Regions from separate parts of the Mus musculus genome. Here all the other regions are linked to region 2. A link is a contact called in public HiChIP or PLAC-seq and promoter capture Hi-C data. All regions are on one chromosome and are shown on one strand. Each heading gives the region's core, a stretch centred on a gene start, on an enhancer-like site or on the middle of the called end of the contact. The rest is flanking DNA. Distances are from core to core; before and after follow the strand shown.

The links. Promoter capture Hi-C pulls out the DNA fragments that hold promoters and counts their contacts. HiChIP or PLAC-seq counts read pairs in DNA pulled down with a chosen protein or histone mark.
Region 1: a contact with region 2 is called in a promoter capture Hi-C map of liver, with 2.4 times the contacts expected there. The contact joins the enhancer-like site here to the promoter of Mrpl58 in region 2. A contact is called at or near these places in 4 of 39 promoter capture datasets (cranial neural crest, liver, maxillary cranial neural crest and 1 more), 3 of 115 datasets of contacts at active chromatin or transcription factors (double positive thymocytes, memory CD8 T cells and pancreatic cancer cells) and 1 of 9 other capture datasets (liver).
Region 3: a FOXA1 HiChIP or PLAC-seq map of pancreatic cancer cells shows a contact between it and region 2. The contact joins the promoter of Ttyh2 here to the promoter of Mrpl58 in region 2. A contact is called at or near these places in 1 of 484 Hi-C or Micro-C datasets (the G1E-ER4 cell line), 1 of 115 datasets of contacts at active chromatin or transcription factors (pancreatic cancer cells) and 1 of 9 other capture datasets (pancreatic islet).

Annotation. Positions count from the first base shown.
Region 1 is chr11:116,003,923-116,008,848 of GRCm38.p6, reverse strand. It overlaps Itgb4 (integrin beta 4), which reads right to left. Exons shown (of 40, transcript NM_001005608.2): 33 at 3,082-3,318; 34 at 2,794-2,952; 35 at 2,239-2,388; 36 at 1,675-1,863; 37 at 1,435-1,590; 38 at 1,184-1,348; 39 at 984-1,094; 40 at 438-888. The coding sequence ends at 749. It overlaps Galk1 (galactokinase 1), which reads left to right. Exons shown (of 8, transcript NM_016905.2): 7 at 1-46; 8 at 135-492. The coding sequence ends at 206. Among named protein-coding and RNA genes, the nearest start is that of Galk1, 6.3 kb to the left of the region's middle. Within about 2 kb of position 3,333, at least 186 of the 459 cell types and tissues checked have an H3K27ac peak or open chromatin away from gene starts, as enhancers often do. A contact at or near this core is called in liver and memory CD8 T cells, where this site is marked.
Region 2 is chr11:115,400,091-115,405,203 of GRCm38.p6, reverse strand. It overlaps Mrpl58 (mitochondrial ribosomal protein L58), which reads right to left and starts at 1,452. Exons shown (of 6, transcript NM_001347645.1): 1 at 1,244-1,452. The coding sequence starts at 1,429. Gm32013 (a long non-coding RNA gene) reads left to right here and starts at 3,951. Exons shown (of 3, transcript XR_880312.3): 1 at 3,951-4,639.
Region 3 is chr11:114,673,644-114,678,063 of GRCm38.p6, reverse strand. Ttyh2 (tweety family member 2) reads right to left here and starts at 2,596. Exons shown (of 14, transcript NM_053273.2): 1 at 2,392-2,596. The coding sequence starts at 2,520.

The DNA.
Region 1 (4,926 bases), core at 2,084-4,583, 600 kb before region 2:
ATTGCTGGAGGCCTCTGTTGCCCCTCTTGTCATAGATCATATACAGGTGGGTGTGTTTGCCAGAGCCCGGGATGGGGGGGGGGGCCAGGAGAGGTCACCCAGGCCACCATTCCTTAGCATCACGTCTCCCATAGGAGCAGTACAGTGGGACAGCCACCTTCTACCTCTCTCAAGCTGCCGATGGAGCCCAGGTGCTGAGCTTGTGAGGTGTCCCTGAGACCGATGGACGCACAGGCATGAGGCGGAGGCAGCAGGTGTGTGCCGCAGCTCTGCCTCGGGCATCCTCCTTCTCTATCTGGGTGCTTAATAAACGTGTGCCTCTTAATGGCGGTAGCCACCTGCCTCCAGAGGTGGGTAACATGCTCTGGGGGCAAAGAATGGGGATTATGGGAGTCAGTGTTCCTACTGCAGGCCTGTGAAGAACGGACAGAGTGGCTAAGCAGTAGCAAAACCTTTTATTAAGTGCAGAACAAAAGGCTGGGGACTTGTGCCAGCTCCAGTTTTTTGTTTTTTGGTTTTTTTTTTTTTTTTTTTGGTTACATGTGGGATTGGACCCAGGGTGGGATGCAGTCAGAAAGACCTTGTATCACCTCTACCCACTTTATGGTTCCTGGACAGCACCTACCCCTGCTCTCTGACTACAGGGGCTGGCTCTGTGGTCAGCAAGCTCGTGGGTAGAGCAGCAGAGGAAGAAGGCGCTAGGAGAGGAGGCAAGGAGGGGCCCAGGTGGCTGGGGCGCGGGGGAGGTTCAGGTTTGGAAGAACTGTTGGTCCATATGAGTGCTGAGAGAGCCACTGGCCGTTAAGGTCCGGGTCACGAATTCCTGGGTCACATGCCGGGTGAGGGAGCCTCCTGCTTCCAGGCGCTGGGTCCCCAGGGTTAGACCATCTGCAAGGGAAGGGATGAGAAGGGTGGAGTACAGGTCCCAGCTCCTCTGCACTGGCCGTTCCCAGGAGTCGGGGTCCCCTGGCTTGGTGACTCACCCATGAGGAAGGGCTCAGTCGTGGTGCTGTGCGTGCTGGTCACGCTGCTGAACTCGCTTTGCACTGGGTTCTGGAAGAGCCCAGAATGGCTGCCCAGCTGTGGGAAGGGGCCTGGAACAGGCAGATCCGTCAGTCAGGATGGTGTTATGCAAAGGTGTTATGCTCCAGAGAGACCGGGGTAAGGACTGGGGACAGCGCACCTCCAACCTGAGACTCGATGGTGATGATACCCTCACGCTCTGGCCCGAAGCCCTCGGTCGTCCTGGCCTGAACCTTGAACTTGTAAGGAACGTTCTCACTGAGGCCAGGTACAGTCAACCGGCTCTCAGGGTTGTCTCCGTCCACCCGGAAGGTCCTGGCTGGTGCTGCATAGGGAAGACGCCTTCAGATCCTGTGGTGCCTCCCTCCCACCCACCCCCCACAACCACCTTATCTCCAGGGCAGCTGGCACCTCCTCCTTGGGCCATCTCACAGGTCACCAGGTAGCCAAGGATATCTCCATTGGGCCTCCTCGGCCGCTCCCAGCTGAGCTGCAGGGAGTCTGGGCTTAGGGCAGTGAACACCAGCGGTCCCGGGGCGCTGGGGGTGCTCAGAGTGAAGGCTGAGCCTGGAGGCAGCAGAGGGAGAGTGTCAGTGGACGGGTCGTTGGTGGATGGGGAGTGGGGCAGCAGCAGGGGGCAGACTGGCTCACCTGGCAGGGGGCAGAGAGGGCTCTGCGGGTGCACCTGGGACTCGATGGTGATGACACCCTCTCGCTCTCGGCCCCAGCCCTCCTGGCTCTGGGCCCGTACCCGGAACACATAGGAGTGGTTAGGCAGGAGATCCTCTACCACCACCGAGGTTTGGCCAGGGTTAGGGATGTTGAGCCGATGCATCTCGCCTGAGGTGGAGTGAGGATAGGAAACAGACCACCTTAACTCTCGCCCTTCTTATCCCTCCCTCCTGTTCGGCCGCCATCAACACCTCAGGTTTGGTACAGTGTACTATGGTGGGTTGCTGGTAGAGCCTTTACTTAACATGTAAGAAGTCCCACTGGGGGGTTCCGGGCAAAGCCTGCCCTCTTCTGCCGTTTCCCTGTTCTTACAAGGCTATTCCAGTTAGCAGAGGCCCTAGGTCTACAAAGCCCCATTAAGTAAAACCTCGTTTAAGAAATGGATAGTAAAGGCCCAGGGGAGTGGATGAAGCCGCAACTGATTTGGAGGGGTCCTGGCCCAACTGAGACAAGACATGACAGCCAACAGTCACTATGCCTCACCGCCGTTTAGTAGCTGGTATTCCACACTGTAGCCCAGCAGCATCCGATCACACTGTGGCTCCTGCCAGCTCACCTTCAAAGACGTGGGCCCCAGGGCAGAGAACACCAGCCGAGTGGGTGTGTCAGGCACACCCACAGCCCCACGGGAATCTGGATTATTGAAGGCCACGGTTAGTCCAAGACCGGGTTTGTGGTCTGAGATGAGCTACAGTCTACCCCGTGCTTGCCTCTCCAGTCATATTATGGCTTCACATTAACCTGTCCAGGCTGCTCTACACTTCCCCTTGAGTCTGCTAGTCTCCTCAGTCCATCCCCTCTACAACTGGCCCTGCGCCTTGCCCAGCTCTTTTGCTTTATACCCCAGGAGGGCAGATGTGTTAGGCTTCAGCACTGATGGGGGTGGGCAGGCAGGGCAGTGGTTAGCTCCTGTGGGTGAACTGGAGTTCTGTATGCGATGAAGCAGTGAGGGAGTGCACAGGCACAGGCTGTGATGGTAGCTGGGTGACAAATGGAGCGTGACAGCCATGGATCCATGGTGACCACCCCCTGTACTACCTGTACCCCAGGAGGGTGCTGCTGACTGCCCGGCCAGGATTATAGAGTCTGGTGAACCCCTGGATGCGGGCACACCCTTCATGTGAGCCCGGCTCAAGGACCCAAGAGTCCAGGACAGCGGAAGCCTGCTCCTCCCATCTTCCCAGATAGGAGGGAGGCCTAGGGCAGGACAAGACAAGAATGAGAATGTGTGTGTGTGTGTATGTGAGACAGGTATGGGTAACTGGCTGGTGGCTGTCTAGGGATTAAAGTGTAGGAAGGTCAACGGGCCAGGCAGGGGTCACTCACCTTGGGAGGAAAGGGAAGTGAGGGTGGAGTAGTCCCTGGGAAGTGTGCCTGAGTGGGAGTGCTCTGTGCGTGTCAGAGAGTGGTAGTCCCGGGTAAGGGTGGAGGACGTGCTCAGCACTCGGTGGGACAGGTGTGGGCTCAGATGCGTGCCATAGGCCACATTGGCTGCAGTCATTCTGTGCAGGGAGTTGGCGCTGCCTGGATAGGCAAAGTCCATCCGGCCATTCACCAGGTGCTCTGCGTGGGGAGAGAGGTCATTCAGTGAGGCCCACAGCAGATGACAGGCCACATGGGGCAGGAGGTGGCCCCGGGGTTGCACAGGGCAGCCTTAAACTACCAAGACCCTGGGTTCCCGCAGGCAAACAGGAGACCACACGAATCTTTCAGTTCTGTCTCCTTGCGCCATGCTGTCCTCCACCCGAGCACTTAGCCCAGCTAGGGCTCACTCCCCTGCAGGGACTCTGGCTTCTTGGAAGCTCTGCCCTTATCCTCCGTTGGGGAGAGCCCAAGCGCTTCCCCATGGCGCCCTTGAGTTCCCGGGCTTGTCTGAATGCAGTTATACAGACTCTGGGCGGGCAGGGCACTCTAGTGGGCCGCGTGACCAAAATTGTGAGCCAACTCAATTGAGCCTAGGGCCCCAGAGGCGGGCGCGGCTGGGGAGGCGGTCACCTCCCGGGGGTCGGGGCGTAGCCCCGCGGATCCAGCCGCTGCCCTCCCCTTCCACGCCCCCCGCAACGCTGCCGTCTTCGTCAGAGCGCCCGCTGCTGGCGGACAGGCGCGGGATGAGTTCCGGGGGTAGCCGCCACGTGACGCGCCGCAGGTCCAGCTCCTCCCCGAGCAGAGGCTCGAACTTCCAGCCGCAGCCTTGGGAACAACGAAGGGCCGCGTTGGCACCGCCGGGGAGGGTCAGGAGGAGGAGGTGGCCTGCGGCACTTACGCGGCGTCCAGGGGTATGGGTATCCCTTTAGATGACAAGAAAAACCCTTGGCCTGCTCCAGCCATTCCAGATAAACTGGGTTTGGCCTCTACTGAGACACAAAGGCCGGTCTGCTGCGGGAGTCATGGGAAAGCCTTACGTTGCCTCCCAGCGTGAAGTTTCCTTGGTTATTTATCAGCTCTGAGCCTGTTTCCTTTCTGTACAAAGGAAAGTAATCTCACCCCTGTCTGTTTTCCTGGAATAGCCGTAGAAGCCCTAGGGTGCTAGTAGTATCTTAGCAGAGGTTCCTGGTTCTTAAAACTGTAGTTTAGATACTAGCTGTAGATTTGTGGGCAGTCTGGTTTACAGGTAAGAACTTCAAGGTCAGCCAGGGTTTTAATCTAGCAAGACCCTGCCTCAAACCCTTCCCAACACCAGAAAAAGAAAAAAAGAAGAAGAAGAAGAAGAAAAAAAAAGCAACTTAGCATGCCAAGCTCTGCTCACGACTGACTGTGCCCACCCCGGCCTTAGACTCAGAAAGGGACTTCTTTCTTCCCGATGGCATTGTGTGGTTTGTATCTCATTTCACAGAATTGAAGGCCAGTTAGTTCTGAGATGGATGAGAGACTCAGAGTCATCTAACAGCACAGCCAGCTCAAACCCTGGAGTAGGAGGAGTCCCAGCTAAGGGCTCTTTTTGTACCACATTGTGTGAGAAATCAAGGGAAAATGAAGAGAGCGGGGTTGGGGGGGGGTGTCTACCTTATTGGCTCCCCCTCCTTTCTCTATCAAGGCTAAAGTCACCTCTGGGAGGTGGCCTGAGTGTCCTTCCTGACCTAGCACAGCAGGTGAACCTTCAGGAGGTTGTAAAGCTGTCCTGTGTGTACATGCTCCAGCCCGGGAATGTCAGAGTCCCGAAGTGGACGTCCA
Region 2 (5,113 bases), core at 203-2,702:
CAGCCACACTTGTCCAGCATGCTACTGTTCTGAAATGGTTGCACCTGCTCTGCTGGGGACACTCATCTCCCCAGTATTCTCATGTCTTCCTTCCAGGTCTTTGTACGTGACAAGGTCTCATATAATCCAGGCTGGCTATGAGCCAATTGATTTTTCCTGCCTCTGCCTCAAGTGCTTGGGTTACAGATTCAGGCCACTGTGGCCCATTCTTCCAGGCTTTTCCCAGATCACTCTACCTAAAACTTCAATGCTTAGCTGGGTTTGTTGGTATATGCCTGTAATCTCAGTACTTGAGAGGCAGGAAGATCACTGCAAACTAGAGATCATCCAGGGCTTTTAAAGAGCTTTTCTCACAACATGTATCAGTACAGTGATACATGCCAGTAATCTTTACGCGTGGGAGATGAACGTGGAAGGATCAGGAGCTCATAGCCACCCACAGCTATGTAGCAAGTTCGAGTCTAGCCTAGGCTACATGAGATCCTTTGTCCAAACAAACAACAAACCTACAACTGTTATTATCTCTAGCTTCACCTTTGCCTTCTGAGTCTTACTATCTCTGAAGTATCATATTTAGTGTTACTTGGGTTTATTCATTTATTTTTGTCTGTCGCCCTCCAGTATACGAGCTTTACAGCCTTAGGATTTCTGTTTTACTACTCTCTGCCCCAAATTAGCACTGTGCTAACAGCATGCTCTCAAAAGATGTCTGCTGAATGAGGTGCGAGTGGATGAATGAAAATACTTGATGCTCTTTCAATCCTACAGGTGCAGCTCAATAGATGCTCTCTTTCCTGCTCAGGCCCCACGCAGTACCACTACATGACGCAGGCTAAACATGGACCCTTAGGGACCAAACCAGCTTTGTCTCAGGCTTCCTAACGTTACTAGGGTCAAAAGACTGGGTAACGTCCCAACTTGCGGATCTCAGGTTTTACTACTTTCAAGGTCCATAATGCACATCTTCCCATATAATGTGAGCCTGAAGGCCGGGAAGCAAACGTGGACAAACTAACGATCTAGAAAGACGCGTATGTGGCGGCTCTCTCCCAGGGTCTGCACTACCCGAGCCACGAGGGTTGCAATCACACTCTACAGTCCCAGCACATCCCGCACCTCCGGCCGGGTTACTAGGGCGATCAGTTCCTCCTGGGGCAACCAAAACCTTGCAAGCCGCCCGGCTTCCTCGCGTCACCTAGCAGCGGGAGGAACCGCCCTTTCCGTCCCGCCTTTCTCGGCTCACCGGGACCTTCCAGGCGGTATCCGCGCCCTTGGACTCGGGGTACAGCTTGTCCAGGCTGTAGATGCTCTGGAACGTGGTGCCGTCTACCTGTCTGTGCAGAGCCCGGCGAGCACAGCGCGCGGGCGGCGCGAGCAACAACGTTCCAGTTCGGCTCAGGCCCCAGCGTAGGCCCCAGGCGGTCGCCATGTTCACCTCCCAGGACCGCTTCCGGTGCTCACTCTTCCGGCGGTCCGCCAGCCTTGGCTGAGCTGGCTCTTAAGTTCCGCCGGGTTTCTCGGGCTCCGGGCTGTCCACCTTGGCGGTGATGGTGGGAAGTGGTGCGCACCCAGCTGACATCTGGTAGAGGTTGACCGGCAGATAGAGACCACCTACGGGAGATTTTTCTTAAAAAGATTCCTGTATGGGTCTGACTGAGCGGTGCTCACCTGCAGTCCCAGCACTGCTCTCAAGGCTAAGGCAGATGAGAGCCTAACCTAGTCACATAGCCCCTGTCATAAAAATAATACATACATGGCCAGGCGTGGTGGCACTTAATCCCAGCACTTGGGAGGCAGAGGCAGGTGGATCTCTGAGTTCGAGGCCAGCCTGGTTTACAGAGTGCGTTCCAGGACAGCAAGGGCTATGCAGAAAAAAAACCCTGTCTTGAAAAACCATAAAAAAAAAATAATAATAGTACATACATACACACATACATACATACATGGCCAGGCCTTAATCCTTGCACTTGGGAGGCAGAGATAGGTGGACCTAGGCTAGCCTGGTCTACAAAGTGAGTCCAGGACAGCCGAGGCTTCTATACAGAGAAACTCTGTCTTGGAAAAATCATTTTAAATGTGTGTGTATGTAAACAAATATATAAATGCATAAATACATAAACAAACACTGGATCTAGCATCCTAGAAACACCCTTTTCTCTTTTTTGAGTCTGTTCTCCTTCCCTGGACCCTTGAGCAACCTAACTAGATACAGCAAGGACGACCTTACCTGCTAAGCTCGGACTTTCCCTGCCCTTTCCTATCCCTTGTTCAGTGTGAGCCACATTCCTAACTTGCTTTAGATAGATGAGTGGATAGACAGTCAACCAATCTTTGTGTGTTCGATTTTGAGCTTAAGGGTTGGTTTTGTGGTATTTATTTAGGCAGGTTTCAATTATGTAGCCCTAGCTGGCCTGGAGCTCACTATATACAGCAGGTTGCCTGCCTCTCAGTCCAGAGCATTGGTATTAAAAGCTTACCCAACCAGGTCTGTCTTTTGCTTGTGTTTTGAGACAGGGTTTCAACCTATTTAGCTCAGACTAGTCTTGAACTCCTGACCCTCCTGCCTTCACCTCACAGGTGTTCAGATTTGTACCACTACTCCAAGGCCCAGTCTTATGTTCTAACATATTGCCTGTCTCCAAGTTAGAATGTAAGGTCTCTGCTGTATCCCAAACATGCAGAGTGTGTCACATCACAGACATACCACGACTGTGGGTCAAGTGAATTTCATGGTAGTTCACGTTTTTGTTGTTCTTTGGTTTGGTTTTTCTTTTTCTTCTTTTTTTTTTTCCTCATGACAGTATTTCTGTGTAACCTTGACTGTTCTGAAACTCGCTCTGTAAACCAGGCTGGCCTTGAACTCTTAAAGATGCACCTGCTCTACCTCCTGACTGCTGGGATCAAAGGCAAGTGCTACTATGCCCAGCAGCAGTTCATTTTTGTAAGTTGAGTTTCAGTCAAGTTGAATCAACTTCAGGTTTTTTGTTTTTATCTACAAAACAGCCTTATAAGCCACTCACACCCATGTGAGAGTTGTGATGAATGGCTTTGCTTATACCCAGCCAGGGATGGGAGGCAGATCACTGGAAGTGGTTCTAAATACAGGCATCTTCCCTCCTCAAGCTTTAAGAAGCAGCATAGTGGATTCTTCTAGCCACTAAAAACAAACTGGAGGTGGTTGGAAAGATGGCTCAGTGGTTAAAGAGCACTGACTGCTCTTCCAGAGGTGCTGAGTTCAATTCCCAGCAACCACATGGTGGCTCACAACCATCTGCAATGGGGTCTGATGCCCTCTTCTGGTGTGTCTGAAGAGAGCATTGGTGTACTCTTATACATAAAATAAATAAATCATTAAAAAAGTAAAAAAAAAAAAAAAAGCAAACTGGAGAAGTAGGTACAGAGTTCAGAAGACTGCAGGCTAAGTAGGGTTGTTTCATAGTGGTGTTAAGGCAGTAAATTGGAATGCTAAGGCTACAAGTAAGACAAGAAGTGTTTGAAGGTGTCTAATCCTTGGCTAAGTTCCTTGGTTGAGGTTGTGAATAAATGAAAATAGATGTCAATAAATGTTAGTAATTGTTAGTAATGCTTGTGATTAACTCATAATGAAGAGCTTGATTTTTTTTTTTTTTTGAGACCGTATCATCACCTACAAACATACACCCCTGGGACAATTGAAGTATTCCCCAGAGACACTGGCTCATTGAGACAGGAAACTGTCATGGAAGCAAGCCTTTACAGTCTCTACATTATTGGAAAGATAAACCAGCCCCCAGGCACTCCGTGAACTCCAAGGATTGGCAACTGACATCTTCCTTTGGGGCTCTGGCTCGGAAGGAGTCTCCTGGGTCCTTCCCTGACTGACTTAGTCCCAGAACCTCTGAGGGAGCTGAGCCGTTTCCATAGTGACTGGAATATGCTGCTCCGGGGAGCAAGCCCAGGCATCCATTCGGGTTGTGGATTATGAATAATAAAATCAGAGCGGTCCCATGGCAGCTTTGCTCCGAGGTGGGCTCCAGCCTGACCCACAGTCGTAGAAAAGGAAGCTGTACATTTCCAGGGCTCCAAGTAAACACAGCCTGTTCAGGCCATCTGGCGGCCTGGATTCTGCAAGAGGTGGGAGTAGAGGGGAGAAAGAGAGACAAGTTGCCCTGGGGTGTGGAGAGCAGCTGCCCTGCTCGTTGCTGGCTGCTGCCAGGAGCCATTCAGTATTGGGGAAGAGAGGATACTGGGAGGAAAACCAGGACAGGTGAGCACTCTGTGGGGTGGGGTGCAGCATGCCTATAATGGAAGACTGAGGCAGGAGGACCACTCTGAGTTTGAGGCCCGCTTGCATCACACAGTGAGTTTCATGCCAGCCAAGGTTACATAAGACCTCATGTTAAACAATAACAATGAGAAGCCTGGCACTGAAGGTAGAGAACAGTGCCTCCTCTTCCTCTCATTGGTCCCCCAAAGGTTGTATGGTTCGAGATGGTGTTTCAGGAAGAGGCTATTCACTCAAAATAAGGAAAAAGAAAGAAAGGATTAAGAATCAACAGGCCAGTCCTGCAAGCAGAGGGATTTGTAGACCCAGCCCGGTTCCACAGCTTGTGAGTCTGCAGATGACTGCCATCTGAGGGATCCACAGGATTGTCCTCACGTGAGTGCCCTAAATCAGACGACCCATTAAAACTATCCACATTGTGGGCATAAGGGATGTCCAGTGAGGTGTGGGGGTATCCGGCCTTAGTTGAAATACTTCTGATACACTGTGTGTGTGTGTGTGTGTGTGTGTGTGTGTGTGTGTGTGTGTGCCACGAAGGCTTGCACATGCTCTGCCATCAGCTACAGCCCCCAGCCTGAGATGGAATAGTTCTGGGTGACCTTGAATGAGTCACTTACCCTCCAAGCTTCAGAATGGTATTCGGTTAATGAGAGCTTTTGTATTTGTCTCATGTCATTCCTGGGGGACTAAACAGACTGGAACCACTTGCCACAGAGCCAGCAAGTAAACACACACAAAAGCCAGCCACTACTCAGAGGTGCTGCACACAGGCCCCTTGAAGAAGATCTGATAGCTTTTCTCTGCAGCCCTAGGGTAGGAAATCCATTCTGACAAGGTCTCTAGACCCTC
Region 3 (4,420 bases), core at 1,347-3,846, 730 kb after region 2:
CACACACACACACACACACACACACACACACACACGCCTTAAAGTCCACTTTGTTTGTGACTTTCGAATGCATTTTTCAGTTTCCCCCCTGCTCAGGGTCTTCGGCTCTCTTCCTCTCTATTTTACAGGGCCCTGTCCTTAGTTAGACACCCATCATCTCAGGGTCATTTGTCTAATGATGGCATCAATGGGTCCTGTATTGTCCTTACTGTGAATGCTCAGCAGAATAACTCATGGGATGGATACACAGAGATGAGAGAAAAATTTCCATCTGCCTGTGGCCACACACCCATAGGACTGGAACTCAACTCCACCAGTGGAAGGGCAATGCCCCTGCCTCAGACAATCCTCACCTCAGAAACACCTCAGCCACTGCTACCCTTGTTGTATGCCACCCAGGCCCTAGCACAACACTCAGTCCCAAATTAAGTTTGCAGAGGACCAAGACCACTTCCAACAGAAGGCGACCTTGTGAACTAACCAGCTGCTCAGGTGGAAAGAGACCCCTGGTCAGACAACACGGAGACTTAACGAACTAGGAGTAGCTTTAATTAAGTAACACCCAATGCTAGACAGCCATTAAGACCCACCACATTCATCTCCCAGGGCTTTGCTATTACTAGCTGAACTAGGATGGGGGCAGGGGCGGGGCAGGCGCAGTTGTCCTGGGAAAGAACTGGAGCAAAAGGTTTGGGGGTCAGGACCCTGGGAGCAAGGACCATGAGTGGGACTCACCAGCACCACACACCTGCCTATCCCTAGACTGGGGTGGGTGGGGTCAGGCTCAGGCTGTGGGGGTGAGGGAGAGCCCGAGTCAACCCCTTCCAAGCCAGAGGTCCCTTGACCCAGCTGAGGGGCTAGATTTCTTCCAGGAGAGAGGAGAAAATATGGTTGGGACCCAGGGCTCTCTCCACACCCCCAACACAGCTGTTCGGAAACCATATCCGTCCCCTTTTAAGCATTAGCTGAAGGAAGACTCCCTGGTGCTTTGCCAGTAGCCACCAGGCCTCAGGGAACAAGTCTTCCTTCCAGGGCCAGACAAGACTGGGGGGGCGAGGGGGGTCGGGGGTGGGGGGGGGCGGGGGCGGCTGCAGTGCCTAGGGCTGACAGTGCCTCCAGTAGCACAAAGGGGGTCCCATCCTCCCAGAAGAACAGAAACCAACAGCCCAAGCCCGCAAGTAGTAGAGCCATTGAAAGTTATAATTAGACTCTGGGGTACTGGCTCTTCTTGGGCAGAGCACAGCACACGGTTCGGGAGCCCCTGGCCTCAGAACGAGGACAATCTGGGAGGACAAGAAGCCACTCCTGGGCAGTCTAGAGAAGCCCTGCTCAGCCAGATGCCCCACTATGGAGATTAGGACACCGTGCCAACCACTGCAGGTCAAAGTCCAACATGAGCACAGTGCTCTGAACTAATAATGGGCCTCCTCCCAAGTCGCCTCAGCCCCTGAATCTTTGACCCAGCAGAGGGAACTGACTCAGCCGGGCCGCAGAGGCCGCCGTGGGTTTAACCGCGGCTGAGATCTGCTGAGAGACCGTTGCAGGGTCTGGAAAGGAGGTCAGAAGCCTGGACCTGACCTCCAAACCCGCAAGGGAACGTCCCCCTTCATCAGGGACAGTTAAGAAGTATAAAGATAAGGAGGGTAGCTGGCCCGGGAACCAAGACCTCAGAATTTCAGAGCCTAGAAGTTTATAGGGAAGGAACACCAGAACAGACGGGGTAGATGCTGGACGTGGTGCGAGACGGGGTGGATCTGAAGCCACCTTCCATCCTGGACTCCAACAGCTGTGGGGTTTTGGCATCCAAGAGATTAGTCACCCACGCCGCTTCTTTCAGCCCCGCAGCCTTTGTGAAGAAGCCAAGGCAGAGGTATTGGCAGTGGCTGCTACCCTTCAGGCTGGGGCTGGGGCTGGGGAAAGGAGCGCAAAGGACTCCGGAGACTCAAGTCGGTTTCTGCCTAAACTTTTTCTCAGGCCATCAGGGCCGGGAGAGAAATCGTCTGGTGTCGGGAGTCTCAGAAGGGGAACTTTGCAGCACCTCTAAGCACCCACACACCTCGGCCGCCAGTCACGCCGATTCAGATGCCCCACCCCCACTGTAAGTCTTTGGAAGGCTCAGCCCCCGCCACCCGAGCGCAGCCTCCGCGTCCTTCCTCTTCTTCCCCAGTGTTTCCAGCTTTACCAACTCCGAGATTTCCAGCTAGGTCGAGCGTCCCGGCCAAGGAACCCGGGAGAGCTGAGAGGGCCCAAATGGGGACCAAGGGGGTCTGAGAAGCGCGGAGAGCGCGGGATGCCGAGGCAAGAGAGAAAGGAGTGGGACCTGGGCGAGCGCAGGCCGGCTCTGGCTCTCACTCTAAGGGTCCCTCTCCGTGGCTCGGCTCATGGGCTTACCTCCTGGTAAGTTTCGTCGCCGGGGCTGAAGGTGCTGTCTACTCGCTGCAGGCGCAGGCCGAGGTGCGGAACGCTGTGCAGCCACACGACCCACCAGGGCGCGATGTACTCCACTCGCGCCGCCGGCATGGCTTGCACAAGCTGCAGCGGGTCCACTGCCCCTGCCAACGCCGCTACCACCACTACCCGGCTCGGAAGCGACCCGGCCCCGCCTCGCCTAAACCCCGCCCCATATCCAGCCCTAGGCGAGGACACGCCCCACCATGCACGAGGCTCTGCTCAGGTCCCGCCCCCACCTCGGGCCCTGCCCCACCCCTCCTCTTGAGCCAATTCCTGGACACACACACCCACTCCAGAAATTGGGCTCAAAAACATGCCCTGATCCTTGCTATCAACATCAGAATAGTGGCCCAGGTTTGATGGTGCGTGCCTTAGGATGGTAAGGCAGAAGGATCAAGAATTCAAAGGTCTTCCTCAGGTCTGTTATGAGTTGGAGGCCAGCCTGGGCTATGTGAGACCTGATCTTAAAAAAAAGGCAAGATTTTGAAAAAAAGACTAAAGAGCCAGTGGATAATTAGTAATCATTACCTAGGAGGCTGGGCTAGTCCCTAATTCATTCTACTATTACTATTATTATTATTAATTATTCCCCAGACTGGGCCTCACTATGCTTTCTGTCCTGGAACTCATTATGTAGAGCAGCCTGGCCTTGAAGCTGGGAGCACAAGGGTCTTTTTTTTTTTTTTTTTTTTTTTTTTTTTTTTGGTTTTTCGAGACAGGGTTTCTCTGTAGTCCTGGCTGTCCTGGAACTCACTTTGTAGACCAGGCTGGCCTCGAACTCAGAAATCCGCCTGTCTCTGCCTCCCAAGTGCTGGGATTAAAGGCGTGCGCCACCACCGCCCGGCTTGCACAAGGGTCTTAAGCAGGAGGTAGGTGGTGGGCAGGTACCAGTCAACACGTTAGGTGGCAAACTCGAGAGCCAAGTCAGGGCCAGGCTTGGTTGGGCACAGCGCTGGGGAGCCAGCTGGAGGGAGGATGCTTAGTGCTGCAGGCAGAGGAAGGAAAGGAGACCCCAGAGAGGGCAGGGAGAATTTCTAACTAGGTGCTGTGGTGCCCCTAAAACAGGCACTCTTGCTCTATCAAAGAACCTTGCTAGGAGTGCTTCCCTGCTCCCTGGCCGCTAGGACTTCTCACAGTCAGCTCTGTTCTATAGTTGCTAGAGCCTGGCTGCTACATCTGCCCCGGACAGCCGAGGCACCATCAACCCCCTAACCCACCTTGTTCTCACAGATGTCTCGCTAGTCCAGGATTGTCTAGGAATCCTCCCGAGCCTAGGACACCTAGTGATGAGCAAAGTCTCTTTCCAGTTTCCTGTCTTTCCACGTGTTTAGTAGGGAGGGGAGGCTCTAAACCTCGGTGATTATAAACACGTCCAGTGCTTTTGTCCTGAGCTGGCATGAGGGTGGCTAGCTTGGGGGGTGCCTCCACAGGGAACAGTTAGGCTGATGTCTCCAGAGGATTCCATGGTGGGTAGAAATCTTGTGGGGTGAGGGACTAATGGGCAGGGGAGAAAGGGAATCCAGTCAGGAAACCCCAAGATCTGCAGTGCAAGGGCCGGGCTGGGCTGTGGCTGCTTCCCAGTGGCCAGGGTCGGGGAGCGGCTTCTGAGTTGATGGAAATGTTCTGTGGACTTGAAAAGCCCACATCCCTGTACAGCTAAGACTTATAGGCCTACACCCAGTCTTTTCTAGTAAGACAGGTCTTGCTATAGTCCTGATTTCCTGGAACAATGTAGCCCAGGCTGGCCTGAACCTTGTAAGGGAAGTGAGGGCAGTTGAAGCACAGGGCTGACTTAGGTGCCCTCAGCCTTAGGACCTGATGTAGACCCCTGTAGCCAAGCAGAGAAATGTGAAGCAACTTCCCAGAGGCCCCTCTTGAACCTCAGTCACAGGCAAGAGATACAGCCTTAGCCAGAATCCCGAGGGCAGGGAGGTGCTGCCCGGTGTCCCGCACACCTGCCCTCAGTGAC